2 separate regions of the Columba livia genome follow, and region 2 is linked to region 1. The links are chromatin contacts, called in public Hi-C maps. All regions are on one chromosome and are shown on one strand. The core of a region is the stretch at or near the end of the contact, and the rest is flanking DNA. Distances in the headings are between cores, read along the strand shown. Region 1 holds the start of PM20D1 (peptidase M20 domain containing 1). Region 2 overlaps SRGAP2 (SLIT-ROBO Rho GTPase activating protein 2).

Region 1 (4,583 bases), core at 761-3,260:
GGGGTCAGTGCTGGGGCCAATATTATTCAATATATTCATTAACGATTTAGACGAGGGAATAGAGTGTACTATCAGCAAGTTTGCTGATGACACTAAGCTGGGAGGTGTGGCTGACACGCCAGAAGGCTGTGCTGCCATCAGAGACCTGGACAGGCTGGAGAGTTGGGTGGGGAATAACCTGATGAAATTTAACAAGGGAAAGTGCATAGTCCTGCATCTGGGCAGGAACAACCCCAGGTTCCAGTATAGGCTGGGAAATTGCATATTAGAGAGCAGTGTAGGGGAAAGGGACCTGGGGGGTCCTGGTGGACAACAGGATGACCATGAGCCAGCACTGGCCCTTGTGGCCAGGAAGGCCAATGGCATCCTGGGGTGTATTAGAAGAGGGGTGGCTAGTAGATCGAGAGAGGTCCTCCTTCCCCTCTACTCCGCCCTGGTGAGACCACATCTGGAATATTGTGTCCAGTTCTGGGCCCCTCAGTTCAAGAAGGACAGGGAACTGCTGGAGAGGGTCCAGCGTAGGGCAACCAAGATGATTAAGGGAGTGGAGCATCTCCCTTATGAAGAAAGGCTGAGGGAGATGGGGCTCTTTAGTTTGGAGAAGAGGAGACTAAGGGGGGACCTCATTAATGTTTATAAATATATAAAGGGTGAGTGCCATGAGGATGGAGCCAGGCTCTTCTCGGTGACAAACAATGATAGGACAAGGGGTAATGGGATCAAGCTGGAGCACAAGAGGTTCCGCTTAAATTTGAGAAGAAACTTCTTCTCGGTGAGGGTGGCAGAGCCTGGCCCAGGCTGCCCAGGGAGGTTGTGGAGTCTCCTCTGGAGACATTCAAAACCCGCCTGGACATGTTCCTGTGCGACCTCACCCAGGTGTTCCTGCTCCAGCAGAGGGATTGGACTGGATGATCTTTTGAGGTCCCTTCCAATCCCAAACATACTGTGATACTGTGATACTGTGATACTGTGATCTCCGGCTGCTCTGGGAACCGGCCGCCACGCTCCCCACAGCTCCTAAACGATCCCTTTGGGCTAAGAAACACGCGATTTCACCTAGAGGAGAAAGAACCAACACCCAGACTACAGCTTCCTCATGTAAGGAACATTTCACAAAAAACTGTTGGTGTTAGATAACCGGGGACCTGGCGCCTGACCCCAGCAGGACTGAGAGACATCGGACTATGAATCCTTAAAGTAAAACACAGTCTCTTCCCGGAATGTGTACTGATACATGTATGCATACTGATAGCCTGTATTTACAAGTTAATTTAGGGGGAAGGGTAGCCAAAGTACCAGGAATCCATATCTTTGATAGATTGATAAGGGGAAGGGTATTGCATGTAGACCGAAGCAGGTGTCGGGGGGTCTGTAAACCCTGCAGTACCGACTAATGGGAACAGGGCAGGGAAATTGCGGCCGGGATTTTGGGGGGATATAAGCAGGGGCTTTTTGTCCTTTTATGCATGCCTCCCTTTAGGTAGAACACCCGATCTTGCAAAATCTTTATTAAAATATGCTTTGCTGAGAGATCCTGCCTGGACCTATTATATTCGCAAGGTAATTGTTTCCTGCGCTCATAAGGGGAGCTGGAGGAACAGGGCTGAGCTCTTCGCTTTGCGACAGCGACAGAACCCGGGGAATGGCAGGAAGATGTATCAGGGGAGGGTCAGTGGAACGTGAGGAAAAGGTTCTTCACCCACAGGTGCTGGACACTGGAACAGGCTCCCTAGGGAGGTGTCACGGCCCCAAGCCTGACGGTGTTCAAGAAGAGACTGCACAACGTCCTCTGACACACGGGGTGACCTGTGCAGGGACAGGAGTTGGACTCGATTAAACCTGTGGGTCCCTCCAGCTCGGCACAGTCTATGACCCGTTCCCCACTCGCCCGCCGCCATTTTGAATGCGCGGCGGCGCAGAACTATAACTCCCAGAAGCCCCGGCGGAGGGGGCGTGTCCAAGCCGCCCATTGGTCGTCTTCTCAGCTGGCTGCGTGACGATTTGCTCTCGGTCACGCCCGTCAGCGGTGGCCGGAGTCTGCGGGGATGGCGGGCGGGTGGCGGCGGGCAGGCTGCGCTGCGGCGCTGGGGCTGAGCGCGGCCGTGCTGGCGCTGGCGGCCGCCGTCCTGCTCCGCGCCTACGTCCTGCGCTCCCCGGCGATCCCCCGGCTGTGGGCTCGGCGAGGCGGCCCCGCCGCCTTCAGCGCCGGCGAGAGGCTGGAGCTCAAGGAGGCGCTGCGAGGTGAGGGGGCCCGGCAAGCCGCCCGCGGCCCGTGTCCCCGCCTGGGGCTGCGGGGTAGACGGGGCCGCCGCGGGGACAGCCCCTCCCTCAGGTGCTTTTTATTATTTTATTCTCCTGAAGCCCAGCTCCCTTCCCAGTTGGTTTTCCTCAACATTTCCCTCTTTGTACACGCAGAACACCCCGTGACTGCCTGCGCCAGGCAGCTCTTTGTTCCCCGGTTAAATCATTGTCAGTTTTTTGGTTTATTTCCTGGCACACCGCTCTGCCTGGCCTCTCCGACACCGTTTTCTGTGGCAGACTCGGAGGATATTTCAATCTCACGAGGGTCGGCAGTTTGCAGGAAACCACAACCTGGCACAAAGCGGTGACTGTCAAAAGAGGGGTCGGGTTCTCATACGGTTTTGGTTTGGAAGATTTATTGCCTAGCAAGTTTACAGGTTCACATATTTTTTAATGGGAAAATGCAGGCGTGTGAGAGATACTTATTCCTATGTTTCGTCTCAAATAACACAACCTTTAAAAGAATCTGTAAACTCACTTGACACGGGCTTTTAGGAAAGGCAGCTGTGATTGGTACTAAGTTATATCCATATTTTGCATGAGAGTGACTCGATGTTGGAGAGCAGCCTTGTCCCACCCTTTACCTGGCAGAGCAGACCAGAAGGAGCAACAAAAGACCTTTCTGTTTATACATCTTTAAGGGTTGGAGCAGTTTGCAAGAAGGTGCTGTAACAGTCTTGCCGTCTCAACCTGACTTACTATTGAAAAAGAAGGTGGAATTGCCATATGAGCTTCATGCGCAGCCACCAGAGTTGTGTATGACTCACAAATCGGTTCGCTTGAGCAAAATGCAGCTGCTTGTGTGAAGTAGCATTTCTAATAATATCACTCAACACTTTAGGGTGAAAAACAGAGTGTCTAGAAAGATGCCGTGGCTGAAACTGGAAGGAAGCACTGATGTGCTATCTGTTCACAGCTCAGCTGAAGTACATCAGTCATTTTTGATAGTGGCCGCTCTTACTATCCTGTGAAATAATCTTTAAAGCCTGGAAAATGGTCAGGAACATAAATATTACTTTCCCTTTTGAAATGCAGCTCGAGTATTGTTTGACTGATTTCGGTGTTATTTCTATTTATGTCATTGAAGGTGCTATTAAAATCCCAACTGTTTCCGTATCTCCAGAGGACCTGAATACAACGGCCATGGCAGAATTTGGAAATTACATTCAGGAAGGTACTCAACTTCCATTCTTGAGTATCTCTGCTCAATTTTATTTTCATAAATTGAAGCGTGTATATATGGTTCTTGAATATAATGGAACAGATTGTTGGTTTGTTTTTCCTCTAGAAAGGGCTGTCACAAATGCCATATATAAGTCACTTCTGGAACAGTGTACTTTGATATAAAAATGGCCAAAGCTACAAAAGTCAAGGTTCAAATATCTTTTTGCAGCAGTGGTTTTTGTTCCTTGAGATGGTTAAATGACCTTGCCATTAAATATATATATATATAATGATAAAATTGGACATTACTGTTAATTTTGATTTTTCATGTCTAATTCTTTTCTTAACAGTCTTCCCGGCTGTATTTTCTTCAAAGTTCATTCAACATGAAATTGTTGGGAAATACAGCCACCTGTTTACTGTTCAGGGTTCTGACCCTGGCTTGCTGCCCTATATGCTGCTCGCACACATGGATGTTGTGCCTGCTCCCCCGGAGGGCTGGGATTTCCCTCCTTTCTCAGCTGCAGAGCACGAAGGTTTCATCTATGGACGAGGAACGCTGGATAACAAAAACTCTGCCATAGTACGTCACCTTGGTAATGTCATTTCAGAGAGATACAAAACCCGAAAAGGCAGATTGGAGGACTAGAAATCACTGTATTGTCTCTCTTGCCCCTCTCTAAATGCAGGATGTTAATGATAAATTCCTAAATCCCGTGGTTCTCTCCCAACTCTTCCTAGGTGTAAAGTGGAGAGGTCTTTTATTACTGAAGAAAAGAGAGTTAAAGCTCTAAGAAGATGCAGAAATACATGTTCACAAATGCAGATGTGTTTGGTTAGATGCCGTATTTAAATTAGATGTCAAATGCTGTGTTTGAAGTCAGAGACAGACTTTATGCTTTTTCCCAGGTGTCACGTGGGCATTCGAAGCCAAACTTGGCCCTTGAAAAGGCTTGAGCTTCCAAACAAACAATGTTTATTTAGTATTATAGTGAAACAACCTTCTATGTTTTAGTATCTAGTCTGTGGCAGAACAAAGAGCTGTTGTTTCAAATACATTTGGGATGAATAAAGTGCAAAAAAGCTTGATCTGTGGATTTCTAATTTGGGAAAATGTT
Region 2 (4,583 bases), core at 1,144-3,643, 170 kb before region 1:
TATTTTATTTTATTTTATTTTTAAATTAAATAAACATTAGCACTGTGGAAAATTCTCAGTAGAGTACAAAAGAGTCCACGCAGCCTGCTAGCGGCTGAAGCGTCTGCTGCCTACCGTACAAACACAAAGGATTAACTGGCAGGTCTGCGGAGTCCAACGGAGACCGAAGCCGCTCGGGGGGTCCCCGCCGTCCCCGGTGTCCCCAGCAGCGTCTCCTGCAGCGCTCTATGAGAGCAGAGATCCCCAGAGCACGTCACAGCCGTCACAGCCACCGGCTGAAGCGTTTGGAACTAGAAGGAAGGAGAAGACACGAAGCCGGAGAACTTCCCATCGGCGTTTTCTTACAGTGCTCGCAACTGGGATTTTGGTAAGGATCCATCTTGATAGATGATCAAAACAAGAATGTGTGCGTTAGTAAGTGAAGTCCCATCAGAGGACGCTTAGTTTTTAAATGTTGGCTTGTTTTTACATTCAGTCTCCCGAGACCGCACACCACAACGTAGCCTATGGGCTAAAAATTACACTGAAAAACAATAAAACTGTTTTGAAACATGGGAGAAAACAGCTCGATTGTCCATAAGCAACAACTGGGCTCTTTCTTATGCTCCTAAACCTCAGGAACATGATTGTTTATATTTGCACAGACACATATTACATAGAACTCCACAAAAATCTAAGAGTGTTCCAGAGTAAACTATTCTTTATGACAAGTGTCGACTAAAGGCTGAGGCTGGATGGCCAAGAGCTTTGGCCTCGGGGGGAGGAACAAACAAAACCAGAGGATGCGATGGAAGTCGAGACTGACCCTTAAACCACCGTGGCACCAGGGGGCGACGTAATAATTATAATAATAATGCACAAGAAACGGGCATGTCCAAGCTCCACGTAACCAGTGGCACCAAAACATGCAAGAGACTAAAATCTATCCTATTGTTTCCCTGTGATAAATGAAACACGGAACATAGAAGTCACTACACCAGTACTCCAAACATGATGCCGCTAAATATTTCTCTCGGTGGCCAAACACTTGAAGAAGGCATCAACTGGAAACCAAGATTCAACTCTTTGCTTCTTTTGCGTTTTTTCCTCCTCAGGTTCACAGTGACCTGATCCTGGGTTTCCTTCACGTGGCACGAAGCGTTTTGCCTCACGGATGCTACCGACGCGGGTACGTGGGACGAAGGTGTCACTGCGCAGGAAGGGCCCCCAGCAGTGAGCAGCAGTTCACAACTGACCTTCAGAAGTTCAAAAGAGGAGATAAATAGGAATTTTTCACGTCTTTAACGGAGTCTGAAACAACAGAGTTACACCCGCGGAGCAGCATCGAGTTTATCAGACAGTACAGGACTTGTCCGGAGGCTGCTGAGCCGCGGAGGAGGCGACGCCGGGGCTCGTGGCGTTTGTTTTGGGGAAAACCGTCGGTTTGGGCCGCGTGGCCGGAGGTTTCACCTGCGTGGCCATTTTGACCGATTTCACGGGCCGGAAGGTGCAGGGGATGTCGCCGGCGGTGCTGGCGCTGCGCTGGAACGCGGGCTCGGCGTCCTTGAGGAGCTGGGTGTGCAGGGGGCTGGAGGGTTCGGACGTGGGCGCCACCACCGGGGACGTTTTCAAAGGCTCCAGCGTGTCAAGCACGACGTCCGGCGTGTGCTTCACGCTGCTCTGCCGCTCCAGCTCCCGCAGCTCGTTCAGAGCAGAGTTCATAGTCGCTTCAATGTCCTGCGAACGCAAAGAGAAACGGAGTGAATAACAGCACCCCGACATAGAGAATTAAAAGTTGGTGTTTGGGGAAGGCGTATTTCTTTTCAGCCTCTAAACACAAACGCTCGAATCAGCTGGTGGGTCAAGGACCTTCAGGTGTCACGGTGAAACCCATGCCAAACAACGCGGCATTATATACCGAAGCCAATAAGCTGTAATATTTTCCATCAACGGGGACTCTGGTCCTTCACTGGACCTGATGCTGTTTGGACAAGTAAAATCCCAAAATGCAGCAACCAGAAAAGCCCATGATTCAAAGTGTTAGGACCCATTCTTGTCCTTTATTTTAGGCAGGCGAGATTCAGGAAGGTAAATTCTTAAAGAAAGGATTGATGATTTTTTTCCCCTGGCTGATGGGCCATATACCAAAAGCTGAAATCCCTGAGCGCTCTCACTGCCTCTTTGCTTTTCCTGCTGAGTTGTCTTCCCTTTAAAGTTTTAGAAAACACAGAATATAGTAGAAACATATAGAGAAATTCAAGTCAGCACTTCTCTTGCCTCTTATAAAACACCACAGTTATTAACAAAGAAATATAAAGAGAATTTTGAGATAAAAATGTGGCTTTTCTTGGAGCTACATGCTTGCTGCAGCCCTCTGGTGCGGAGGATCCACGGGAGAGCAGCCGAGCTCAGCGCTGCTGTGACTCACAGCTTGGCTGAAGCTTTGGAGCTTCCTTAGAGGGTTTTTCGGGGGGTGGGGAAGGTAAATCAGTCAAGGAATGGTGGAAGGAACCAGAGACAGTAATCTGACACTCCCGGTCTATCTTGAGGCCAGGCAGATTTTACTTACGAAGTCAGGGAAAATATGGAAAAGGCGTGACGATTATTAGGTGGTGTTTGAACAGATAATACAGGGCGAAGAGAAACACTAATTTAACACAGCTTTTTTTTTTTGCCCTCCCCTCCTCTTTTCCCCCCATCTCTTTTTTCTCCCCAGACTCTTCTCCAGTGCAAACAATGGAATTAACATTCTGGCAGGAAGAGGAGACAGAACAACTTTGGTTAGAGCTTAATTGAAAAAACAAAGAAACTGATTTATGTCAAGTGAAGCCTTGGAAGGACAATGATATATGAAGACAAGAAGAGCGTATAATCCCACTGGAATAAACGGGCTAAAGATATTCATAATGGCAAAATACAACTTTCCATCAGGGCATGTATCAGGTTTTTATTCGGACCTTATTTAGTACCGTTTTGTCAATAAAAATGATGTTTAATTTTCACGTATCTTTGGAAACCTACAAACTCTGGAGCCAGGCAGAGAAGTCTGGTTTTGTAACCCGAGATCCAGGCATTCCTGGGCTTTTGACAGAGCCCTCGCGTCCCGGTGCAGGCGACGTACATGCGGGCGCATCGGAGCAGGAGAGAGAACAGATCCCTCGTGGAAGAGGGAAATCACCCCATTAGGAGCCGTGGCCTGGCCAAATCTGACTTTCAGTCTTTTCATCCTACTCGTGAAAGCACAGACGGATGCACAGACGCCCCTTGCGCTTTTGGTAACAGTGGCCGTGGTGGCGGCTCCGACACGGGGACAGATCTCTGAATAGAGAGAATCTGTCTCAAACCAGTCTGGGTCAAAATTAGCAAAGATAAGGAAAAGTCCCAAGAACATCTTTCCCTTTAAGCTGCACAGAAGGAACTGCAGAAGATGGTTGCCCTGTTGTCCGTGTGGAGTCGGCCCCAAAAGCAGAGAGCGCTCTTTGCAAAGCAGGAACGCGTGTCGGCAGCCTGCCCTCACTTCACGGCACTTGTCACAATAATTAACTAAGGAAAATGAGCAATATTATGTTCAAAGTTGGTTTCTAATCACACACTGACCCTTGGGAGCATATAAAGATGCCACTGTGAGCCCCATACAACCCACTGCTCCATATGCTTCCAATATCTAACCACAGGAGAATGTTCAATTGACACCAAATACTTGACTTTTCTCACGTCTCGAAGTTATGATTGTTTAATTTTTTTGCTGACAGCATTGGAATCTGTGTAACTTTCTGAAATGGATGTTTTTCTTGTTGAAATTAAATTCTGAAGAACGAACAGGGCCAAGCTTTTGTGGAGGAAGGACCTGAGTGTTTATTTTCACTCGTGGAAGCGGCTTCAGCGACTTCCACAACGTGAGGTTGAAAAACTAGACTCAAGCGTGAAGCAAGTTAATACCGCCCTGCGAGAAGGGATACAAGGTTAAGTCAGACTTTGCATTAAAGCATCTTATTGTATGCAACATCCTTCAAGTTTCCAAACCAAATCTCCCAGGCAAAGTACTATTTACCTGTGCAATAACCTCGGGGTCCATGGGCCGATGGTTGTTGAAGCTCTTGGACCTCCCTGCCGTCACGGTTTTCCGGATCTGCGGGCTGTCGATCCTGTTCTTCAGAGACGAGTGTCGGCTGATAGAATTGAGGCTGCCGTGGCCACTGATGGAGCATTTATCTGGAACCTCCTTGGGAAGACTTTGGCTCAGAATGGGTTGAGATGAGGGTCTGGAACTGGCTATGGCTCCTGGGGAGGCGGGTTCTGCCATTGAACTACCTAGTCCGTGGTTGTCACTTGGACGGAAGGCTCTTCTGATGCTGCCTGACTCTGGTTTCTTTCTTTGCCTTCAGTCACAAAAGCAAAACAAGTCAATACAAGCAGGTACAACATAACGGGCTGTCATTTGAAGATATCCCCCCAGGACGATACAGAGGACAATGGAAAGGGACACAAAGATACCCAGATGACAAATACACCCGGGCTCTTAGGAGTCATGGTAAAACAGTGAAATTATAAATCGTTCCGGTTTAACACTTCTAACAACAAGGCTGAGTTTCTGGCAGCTGTGC

What was found. A called contact is a pair of places that touch in the nucleus more often than the background predicts.
Region 2: a contact with region 1 is called in a Hi-C map of liver, with 4 times the contacts expected there. The contact joins the enhancer-like site here to the promoter of PM20D1 in region 1. A contact is called at or near these places in 2 of 2 Hi-C or Micro-C datasets (crop and liver).

The regions. Positions count from the first base shown.
Region 1 is chr22:3,075,831-3,080,413 of bColLiv1.pat.W.v2, reverse strand. It overlaps PM20D1 (peptidase M20 domain containing 1), which reads left to right and starts at 2,010. Exons shown (of 13, transcript XM_065038641.1): 1 at 2,010-2,241; 2 at 3,389-3,475; 3 at 3,816-4,048. The coding sequence starts at 2,046.
Region 2 is chr22:3,247,206-3,251,788 of bColLiv1.pat.W.v2, reverse strand. SRGAP2 (SLIT-ROBO Rho GTPase activating protein 2) reads right to left here. Exons shown (of 23, transcript XM_065038652.1): 22 at 4,031-4,358; 23 at 1-1,716. The coding sequence ends at 1,333. Among named protein-coding and RNA genes, the nearest start is that of IKBKE, 13 kb to the left of the region's middle. Within about 2 kb of position 2,393, at least 1 of the 3 cell types and tissues checked has an H3K27ac peak away from gene starts, as active enhancers do.